Linked DNA regions of Anas platyrhynchos: region 1 is linked to region 2. The links are chromatin contacts, called in public Hi-C maps. All regions are on one chromosome and are shown on one strand. The core of a region is the stretch at or near the end of the contact, and the rest is flanking DNA. Distances in the headings are between cores, read along the strand shown. Region 1 overlaps CFAP97 (cilia and flagella associated protein 97). Region 2 overlaps SNX25 (sorting nexin 25).

Region 1 (5,346 bases), core at 2,445-4,944, 77 kb before region 2:
GCTTGTTTCAGTTCCTCAACAGATCTTTTTATAGCTAACCTTCTGCATGGCCTAAGGAAGAACTGCCTTAGAAATTTCACAGGCAGCTCTCTGCAGCAAGAGTGCTGCAATTCACCAGGTCATTGAATCGGACAACACACTAAGAGTTGTTGTTCTGTTGTTCTTTGAGCTGCAGAATTAACAAATCAGAATTGTGTTTTACTGAGTTAAGCTCTGTTAACAAAGAATTTAAGCCTCGAATACCACTTCAAAACAACCGCTAACTGATGGAAGCTCATCTGTATCCTTTTCTAAATCACAGCAACTGCAACACTGTTCTCCTCAGGAACCCTGTGACAGGAGAGTTTAAGTTTATTAAAAAAATAATAATAGTAAAAAAGAAGATTAGCAACAGAATGCATACTGCATAACTTCCTGAAAGACAATCACAAATATAGAGCAAGTGCTTCTGCCTAACAAAACAAGGAGAATGCAAAGGACATTCATAAAATCCCTGATCCTTAAACTACGGTCAATCAGCCACAGGAGCAATCGAACAAAGCTGCAAACTAAAGTTTCTGCAAGTTTTCCTGAAGCAGTGGTGATGTTATTTCTGTGGTCAGAGTCACAAACTATCACTTTTGGCAGAAGTGCTCAACTGTGCCTGCAGTGAGGTTTCTGACCCTGTAACTCATGATCATCATCAGCTGCAATAGTTTCGTCTCAAGCCACCTGGCTGAAAACCTGACCAACCCACACTATTTTAAGACACTACTTACACTGTCAAATGTTCCTATTCCCTGCTCACCTACTATGACACAAAATTATATGATTTATATCAGGAATTGATGTCCAATATGCATTGGATGTGCTTCAATTTTCATGTCAAAGAAAGCCATGCTTTCACAGGAACAGAAGCAGAAGCATACGTGAAGCCAACAAAAGCCTACAAAAACAGGGAGAATTCACCATCAATAAACAACAACACGAGTCAAGATCCCACGTAAGAGGTAAATGCATTTATTTTAAATGCTACTAAGTATTTCAGGTACAGTTAGTGTTAACCCAAGTATCTGAGCTTTAAAAGTTATTAGAGCAATTTAGAATCATTGAACAGCTTGGGTTGGAAGGGGCCTCAAAAGATCACCAGGTGCAACCTTTTTGTTGATTTATTCAACAACATATCTATGCTGCTGTTTAATCACAACACAGAAATGTTTGAATGGTTTACCTGACTGTTTTTGCAGTGGCCAACGATAACGTGAGGCAAAACTAAAGCTTCGGGTTATGATTTAAGGTTCTGAAGCATTTGCAATTTGTACTTCTCCTCAAGTCTCGGAACAATTAAATATGATTTATGTGTATCTTCATACTCTACCAATGAGTAGTAAGTAATTTATCTAAATCCCTACTGACCACTCCATTGTTATCTGGACCGTAAACCAGTAATTTGGGGGAGAGGAGTAAACAAGTAGTAGCATTTGCATAAAGACTTGCACAGCACACAGTGCTACTTCTCATCTGCTGAAAAGCTGTAAAAGAAATTTCTCTGGTATTCATGGGATTTCTATGAAAGCTGGTTTCCATGGAGAGACACCTGACTTTCTTTGAAGCAATAAACAAGCTGTTTATTGCTTTCAATTTGTGAGCATTGAAACGACCTTGCAGATTAAAAAAGACCAAACCTTACACGAAATACAAATGATAATTAGCAAGTCAAATGCATTAGGACAGGTTAATACAGCTCTCCTAATGGCATTAAGGCTAAAATTAAAATCGTGCATCTTCCACTCTCTTGCAATCCCAGCAGGAAAATGCATTAAATTGCTTCAGTGCTTACACTTTTCAGTTTGCCTGTTGTTTTGTTTTATACTGCTCCACTACCGTATCTGTGACAAATCTGAAAGATATGAAAGGATTAAATCACAGTTCCTCAGAAACGTCTAATAGGTTCAGTCTGAATCTATTCCCCTGTAGTACTTCTGTGCAAATATTTCCTTGTCTATCCATTATTTCATGCTGCATATTTAAAAAAAAAAAGATTTTGGAGAATTCCTGGTTTGATGCTTTTTTGAAAAAAAGGAAAATATGATTTTTAAAGTAAAAACATTCTTATTTACAAATATATGCTTAAATAGGGCTGCTATTTATTCTTGATGTCATAAGAAAAAGAACAAATATACAGGTACAGACAAATTCCACAAATTATAGCCAAGAAGTTAAAGCAATTGCTACATGTTCAGTTGAAGCTGCTATTTAATTTTCTACAATAGCTTTATTCGGAAACACAGGGCTTTTACTTTCACAGTAATGATATTTACATCACAGTGCTTTTCAGCGAGTGATCTATAATTTTTTTCACAATAGAAAATCTAAGGCACAGAAGAGGCAAAATGATTCATCAGAGAGCATACAGGTCAGTGAGAGCTTCAAGGATAGAATTCAGTCTTCAGTCTGTGGCCTAATGTCCTACTTACCCTATCACACCACCTCCTCAGGTTAATAATAGCTAATACCATGGATTTACAAACTAATTCTTACGGACACTTCTGTAAAATAAGCAGGCATCAACCCCATTCTACAGAGAAGAAAACACGAAGTACTAAATCTTCCGTACTCTAAATACCTTCTGCAATCCCATTACTACTGTATTCATACCCAGTGTAAATTCAGATAAAGATACATACAGTATTTTTGCCAAACCACCCTGAATTCTAAACTCCAGAAACTGAAAGACTTGTCTAAAGCTAGAGAGTAAGTCTGCAGCATAATGAAATGAAAACGGAGGATTGCTTAATTCACAATCCATGCCTAACACATCTCTTCATCTGCGTAACAGCCTTTTGATACTTGAAGGGGTCTTATAAAAAGGATGGAGAAGGACTCTTCACTGGGGCAGACGATGATAAAACAAGGGGGAATGGTCTTAAACTAAAAGAGATTTATACTAGACACGAGGAAAAAATTTTTCACTCAGAGGGTGGTAAGGCGCTGGCACAGGCTGCCCAGAGAAGCTGTGGCTGCCCCATCCCTGGAGGTGCTCAAGGCCAGGCTGGATGGGGCTTTCGGCAGCCTGGGCTGCTGGGAGGTGTCCCTGCCCATGGCAAGGGCCTGGAACTGGTCCCTTCCAACCCAAACCCAAACCATTTAATGACTATGAAAATCTGAATTCCTTAAAATAAGGCAGGATATTGGTTCAAGACATAGAATCAAGCAAAAGAGCACCAGAAAAATCTCAAGATTTCTATTCCCATCTTTCTAACAAGCAGCTTTAAGTAAATACTTCCGAAAACAAATTTTGGATGTTATTTCTTCACATTAGCATATTTCATTCCCTCCTTGTGTTCAGACTGCACAGAAGTACAAAAAAAGAGGATGACAACTAACATTTATTATTATGGGTGTTGAATATTGCCAAGTCAGTTCTTATTCTAATATTCTAAAATATCTAACGTTTATTATAAATGTGGAAACAATATTTACTCAAAAGAATGGTGCATATATAAAAAGTCTATGTAAAACCAGGAAACAACCAAAGAACTAAATTTCTACTTCAAAAATCATAATCACACCTACATGTTTTCCACACAGATGGGGAGAAGAGTGAGAAGTCTGTAAAAAACAAACCTTATCAACGCTGAATAACTGAAATAGTGCGTGGCCAAGTTGATAAGATATTTTAATTCCAGCACAGTGTGGCCCCGCAGCTCCAATGCTACAGTCATTCAACTAACAAGCAATTAAACCCTTCAGGGATTCAGAGCTACCATAGCAGTATCATGGATACACCTAACAATCTTTATGCACAATGCAGAGATAATCAATAAGCAATCAAACTCCAGTCACCTGAACAATATGGCCCAGTTGGGCCTAGGTTACACCAGGACTCAGGCTGGTTTTAAGACTCCCATCTCTGCAGTCACAGGGTTCAGTATGAGTGGGGCAGGGAGGGGGCTGTGGAGGGGCTCTCCCTCCCACCCCACCTCCAAGCTGCTCTGAGCAGAGTGGCACACAGCTGCAGGACTGATATGGGAACAATGCAGTGACCAATGCAATACGCTGCAGGTTTGTCTGTCTGCTCTGCACAACCTCTGTTTTAACCACGCATGCAATTTCTACTGAGACTCCTCCTGCTGCAGACTGAGGGCACCATACAACAGAAACGGCGTGGGGAAAGTTGCTGTGCACACCGTATCTTGACATGGCAGCTTACAGATACCCGGGCTCTACGAGTTCTTCCTTATCTCTTTCCTCATGTTACATCTGCTCTCAAGAATACTCTGTTCCCATGCCCTGCCTTCATCAGCCTGCTGCAAAGCCACAGCAATGCAGCCGCACAACCAGGAGGCTCCAAAAACTGCACGTTTCATCTCACTGCTTCCTTTTCTGTAGAACAGATCTTGATTCCAGCACAATAAACGAAGGGACTACATTCATTGCTTTATTTGTCTCTGGCAACGTGCAGAACCTGCTCCTCTCCAGCTATCAAGCATAATCTTCAGTTCACTCTCAGCTACAGTTACCAAGTAAGTTTCTGCTGTTTTAACTAAAACTAGTTCAGTTATTTTCCATGGGGTGAATCAAGGCCTCACTGCAAGCTGCAGTACTTGGAAATGCTCACCTCAGTAGCAGCACACACACAAAGACAACTTTTAGATGTAGCGACCAAGTATTGACACTCACCATTATCAGTTTTTCATTCACACGTCTTGTCACTAAAAATATTTTTAAAATATCAGTAGTAGAGCTGCATGGTAATTCCCAAGTAAAAGCATTCAAACAGCAATACACTGCATAGAGAACATGTGATTTCAAACTAAGATTATATTATCTGTGAGATTTCAAATTATTCCCAATAGCATAACCTAAATTTTAACGTTTATCAAGATAGACACTTAGCTTTAGGCAAAACAAGGGCATTTTTTTTTAAGTCTAAATATGGATTTTTTTTTCAAATGCTTATAAAAATTGAATAGTTTGTAATAAGAGCACAAATACGTACCAAGGGTGTATAAGACAGAAGAAAAGCTATAGTAGCTCATTTCTAATTCAGCTTCAAATTTTCTTCTAAATACTTAATGAATGATATTTTAAGATACACGAACCACCTCTTTGCTTAAAAACCAGATTGCTGCTCTAGATCAGAACTTGTATGAACATCATTAGCCTTTAATAGATTTCTACCCTTTCTTTGTTCTTATGTTTATTTTCTAATACAAGAGATTCAGGTCTTCCCATGTGTTCACACCACCAATGTACAGATCTGTATAAAAATTAATTGCTGCATCACTGCATATCTCCTAGAAACATCACAGTAACAGATGACACTGATATCCTGCAAATTTCTGGGGACCTTGAGAAATCAGA
Region 2 (5,376 bases), core at 140-2,639:
CTTCAATATAAGACATACTGTATAATTAAATCCTTATTTATTTTTTTACATTTGCATTACATGCTCCCTTTCTGTTCTTGAGAAATAACTATATTCTTTCAGTACCCTTGGGGAGAAGGGATTGTACCTCTTTTAAAGTGGTATTTTCCTGCTTTTTTTTTGCTTCTAAAATATTTTTTCTTTGAAAAAATATATATCTTTGAAACAGAATAATAATAAAATTGAGCCAGTAGTGCTATAAAATTTTAGTATTTGTTTTATAACGATAGCAGCTGTTGACTTATGATGGGACCTTACAAGTTCTGTGTTTTTCAATTGTTCCTGGATGATGCTTATAGGAGATCTTTCAAGGTGACCACAAAGCAATCTGTATTCTGAGAGTTTACTGTATCCTGAAGGTTAGTTACATGCTGGAAGGTTGTCATATAGCTGCTCTGTAGACAGTCTTTCATCTTACAGGAGACAAATTCTGAGGAAGTTGCTATAGCTCTGTAAAATCTTCTGCCAGGATATACCACTTGTGCTACAAGTTTTACAGCCAAGTCTCATAAAATTGGTGCGTGGTATATTGTATTTTTTTTTTTTTAAATTGTCAGCTTCTGCTGCTGCATCTCTAATGTCACATTTTATATGTATATTTCCACCTTTTCTTGTACTGTCTCCTGCTAGTAGGCATGGTTACTTGTTTTTTGCTGATGTTTTAAGATGCATTATTTCTCCTTTATGAGATTATGCCTGTGAGCCATCTTGATTAGAACATCTCTTATTCAATGTGTGGTTTCCACAAGAATAAATTCTCCTCTTCCCAAACCGAAAATGAATTAAGAGGTAGCTTCTTGGGTGGTTGTTACCATCGCTAACTTACTGGCAATGAAATCTGTTCTGAGGTTCTTTCATCACATCATATATATCTGAAATGGGAAACATGATAAGGAGGATGTCTCTGGTAGTTGCTGTTGCAGTAATTGCAATTTCAAGTTTATATAAAATGTGTAATATGTAGTTGTATCTGAAGTACCTCTTTGATCCTGATAGTATCAGTGATAGAATCGTGTCTTTCTAACTTGTTTTTCATTTTAGTATTGGGGTTGACCTTTGAGATTAATCTATTTCCTATGTCTATAGAAGATATCATAGATTTTCTCAGTTATGATTTTCTTTTCCATGTGAATTTTTCTCTCTCCTGTCTCTTGTACAGTTTATTCTTTCTGAATAGTGTTCTCAAAGATATAACTAGACATGTTACACAAGCTTTTTCTTACCAATGGTAATTGATGAATTTTCCTCTGCAGATTGTTTCTAAGCTGAAGGATGAAATCACCCTGATGGAGAGAGAGCACAATGACCTTCAGCTGCACATTGCAAGAACAGACTGGTGGTGTGAGAATCTTGGCATGTGGAAAGCCTTCATAATCTCAGGCGAGGTATGTTGTTTGTTTGTTTTGTCTTCTGGGTCAGTTCAAACTTGCTAAAGAGAAGAATAAAAACCTGTATATATTTCCTAATACCTTTGTGTATACTTCGTATTTACTTGAGGAGTGGGGGTGGGAAATAACCTCTTCTGAGCTCCTCCTTTCTTTCCCAAGTGAGTACTATGATGCATATACAAATGATTCCAGTCTTCAGACTCTGTTGTAATGAAGTTGTAAAAATACCTGTATATACACGAGCAGGTTTTGGCATTGGGTAATTTGCTATCTTAAGGGCATTATTTTTCATCAGAACTGCATCATGTTGTATTACCATGCTGTCATGCTTGAGCACAGTTGTCTCTTCGGTCTGCCTCAAAACTCACTGACTGTAAATGAAGAAATTCAACAGGTTGAAAAGGCAATGTGCTATTTTAAGAAATAAACTCTCATTGTGTAACCTTCTGGGTTTGTTTTAATGCTGTTTAGAACAGTGAAGCTCTTAATTTAAGTGATCTATGCAACTTTTAAAGCTGTGTTTTAGAAAACAGCAGCATCACGTGCAGCGAAACTGTGGAACAGCAGCTTTCTGGTAAGGGTCTCAATACATAACTGCCCAGTATCTCCTGTATTGCTAAAGGAATATGTGGTTCTGCTAAATGTGAGGGAAACTGGGAGAAAATTACAATGAGTTAGTGCCTTAACTGTATTTTACAAGAGGTACTAGATTAGATAATTAAATGTAGGCTTGATTAATTGTGCTTTTTGCAGCTCTGTGCTTCAAAGGGTAGGCTGGAGAAAATATTAATGTTGTGCTTTTCCATGTTAATTAATTGCTTGGGAATGTTCTGGCCACAGTCGATGATTTCAGGAACATGAGTAGGTGACATTGTCCTCCTATCTGCAAAATACACCCGTGCTAATCCCAGTGTTTTGGTCTGTGATTTGAGACAGAGAAATTTGGTGGCCCTGTGTTCGTTGCAGAGAGGCTTAGTAAAAGTATATGTTGCTGGAGAATTGGAGCTGGAAAGTATAATAGCCTGTCATCAACCTTTTAAAGTGATTTACTAATGTAGCTAATGGATAATGCACAAAAATCTAGTATTACTTATGGCTTGGAAAAATGTGTGTGTGTCCCCTTAGCCTGTGTTCTCTCTCAGGTGAACCTTTAAAGCTTTGAGTCATAAAAATGCACTATCTGAAAAACATAAAAATGATACGAATCGTGTAACCCGTAAGAGTTGTGTGGTAACTGACATTTCTGATTAAAAAAAACATGTTTGGAGGTTCGGTGTTTTGGCTGTTTGATAGAGGTTGAAAAAAAGACTCTAGGAACATACAGAACGAAGGGGACCTGTGATAAGGTCCCCATGAAGGTCCCCTTCGTTCTGCAAGTCCCCTGGAATTAGACTGTCTAATTCTGAGTCACATCTCCCGTACCAGCAGGTCTAAAACTCACAACTCTGTAAACCAATGTGCTTTACTTCCCTTTAGTGGTTTTGGACTTTCATATTGTTTCATATTTTAGCAGACGTTCTGTCTCCTCTGTCTGAAGAAGACTGTTTCAGAGGATAACTTCTATATTTTATTTTAAATCTGCTGAGTTCTTAAAGACTGGAGTTAGTAGATTTGAATAAGGTGGAAAAAACAGCTTGTCTTACTCATGTATTTAAGTACACCAGAATTTAGGGTGTGTATGCTGAGTGGGAGTTGGGAGAGCTGGCTTCCTGTGAGTTGAGGAAAACAGCGGTGTGCTGGGTACATCTTCTTTGAGCCTGCTTAAAGGGGGCTGCAGGCATCAGTCTGGCAGCCTTTATTTTACTGCTGCACAGTTTTTTTGGAGGGGGCAATTTTGGAGAGCTGCTCAGACTGAGCACATTAGCACTGAGTCCTGGGCTTGTTGACTGGTGGAAGGAGAGGCCTGAGTTGTGCTTGTGGTTAATTCCTCCTGGTGGATGGCTGGGCCAGCCTTAGCGCTTCTTACAGGAGATTCACCAGCTTTCCTTGGCAGCAGCTTGTTTCTCTGCTGGTTTTACACCTTTTGCTAATGTGAAGTTTAAATTTTCCATGCTGCAGCTAATAGCTATAGCTTCTTCTGGAAAGATTTAATATTTGTTCTTTATTTTTGCAATATTTCTTTGAAAGCTCATTGCTGTGAGCACACTCCTCGTGGCCCTGGTGAGAGGAGCTGACCTCCTTGTGGAGGAGGCTGTGTTAACATCCTCGTTCCTGTCTGTCTCTGTCCACCTCAGGACCTTGTGTCTTTGTGGACGAGGCATCTGTGGCGCTCTAGTAGATGGTAAATCCTGAAATAATGAATGTTTACATTGTCTTGAGGCTCTGGAGTTGCTGTGACTGCAAAAAATAAGTAATAAAATAAACCCCAATAACCTGAGGCTGCTTTGGGTACTTGAGGGCTGATTCTGTCCATAGATACCAGTGAGTAACCGGAGAGGTTTGCACAGAAGCTGAGGAAAGGGACTGAGGTGCTGTACGTGCAGGATGGGCTCTGGGGGCTCGGTGAGAGCTCGGAGGCAGCCCCAGCTGCAGCAGCGCCGCTGGGCCTGCTGCGGGGGCGAGCTCAGCACGAGCACTGGGAACGAACAGAAGGAACAGGGGGCAGGGAAAGTGCACGGGAAGGGAGAGCTGAAGCACTGGGAAGCAATCAGAAACCTTGAAAGCTGAGATAATACCTACAGCTGCTGGGAGAAGACATGTCGCAGTGATGGGCAGCATTGCACAGCTGCGTGTAGGGCTTCGCCTAAAATAATGGCTAGCAGAGGACTGATTCAGGACTAAGGTAGCCTTCTGGCTAAAGTTTAGTCCACTAAAGGTACTGGTCAATGAAACAAGCATGGTATGGTGATGAGTGAATTTGCAAGCCAGTCCTCTGGCAGCACAAATGTTCCACTCTTTCCCTCCAGAGTAATATACCCTATCTGTATTCTTTTTTTTTCTCCCCCCCCCCCCAAGGTTTTAGAAGAGAATGGAGAACAAGTGCCCTGTTATTCTGTCATGGTGAGTTTACAAGAAGTTGGTGGAGCTGAAACTAAGAACTGGACCGTTCCCAGGAAGCTCAGTGAGTTTCAGAACCTGCACCGGAAGCTCAGCGAGGTACGGGTCTCAGCGGAGGGACAAGATGTAAATTGCTAAAATCTGTTGGTATGGTGTATAGGGGGTGAAGAAAGAACACTGAATACCACATTAAAAATATTACAATTTTTTAGTCCAGTCTTTTGGCTTTTACCCTTTTCAAATTCATTTTCTATTCACATATTCCTGGCCTCTGCCGAATGTTCATAAAACTTATTTACATTTTTTTCTTAAATAATGAATGTTTTACTGAACTGACCCAATGCCCAAATAATACATGTACTGCAGTCATGCAAGAGCCTGCTTTAAAAAACAGATTTTGTCTCTGTCTTCCAGGGAGGTATTAAAAATGACAGCTTTTTGTGACAGAGAATATTTACTCTTTAATCTGCTGTAACCTTTCTGTCTGATAAAAGGTAGATAATGGTGTCGTGAGTATGGGAAAAGGTTCAGCTGTAAGCCCATAGAGGGTAAGGGAAGGTGTTTTTCAGCATACTGAGCAGGATGTGGATGGCAGATGAGAATACAAAGTCTGATTTCCATTTTGAACCAGAACCACTGTTTTGTTTTTCTGCACATGTGCATTAAGTGAGCTGCCTTTTCTCCTACAGTGCTTTCCATCATTAAAGAAAGTTCAGTTGCCTTCCCTCAGCAAGCTGCCCTTCAAGTCCATAGACCAGAAATTCATGGAGAAGTCCAAGAACCAGCTAAATAACTTTCTGCAGGTAAGAAGACAGACTGTGGAGTAATGAGGGTACCAGAAGTTAAGACATAGCTGTAGGTTCATCTCTTTTATGCCAAAAGGATTTGATGACCACAGTTATATTCCTCACACCTCACTTCTACAGCCACTGTTGGAGAATCCTATTGCTCT

Evidence for each region. Hi-C and Micro-C count contacts between places; a contact is called where the count stands out from the background.
Region 1: a Hi-C map of F5 follicle shows a contact between it and region 2, with 2.2 times the contacts expected there. The contact joins two enhancer-like sites. A contact is called at or near these places in 3 of 8 Hi-C or Micro-C datasets (F5 follicle, liver and subcutaneous adipose tissue).

What each region holds. Positions count from the first base shown.
Region 1 is chr4:23,437,924-23,443,269 of IASCAAS_PekinDuck_T2T, reverse strand. The region is part of intron 3 of CFAP97 (cilia and flagella associated protein 97); the gene reads right to left. Among named protein-coding and RNA genes, the nearest start is that of CFAP97, 13 kb to the right of the region's middle. Within about 2 kb of position 3,694, at least 6 of the 8 cell types and tissues checked have an H3K27ac peak or open chromatin away from gene starts, as enhancers often do. A contact at or near this core is called in F5 follicle, where this site is marked.
Region 2 is chr4:23,358,439-23,363,814 of IASCAAS_PekinDuck_T2T, reverse strand. It overlaps SNX25 (sorting nexin 25), which reads left to right. Exons shown (of 19, transcript XM_072037226.1): 11 at 1,293-1,424; 12 at 4,383-4,523; 13 at 5,114-5,227. Among named protein-coding and RNA genes, the nearest start is that of ANKRD37, 29 kb to the right of the region's middle. Within about 2 kb of position 1,389, at least 2 of the 8 cell types and tissues checked have an H3K27ac peak or open chromatin away from gene starts, as enhancers often do. A contact at or near this core is called in F5 follicle, where this site is marked.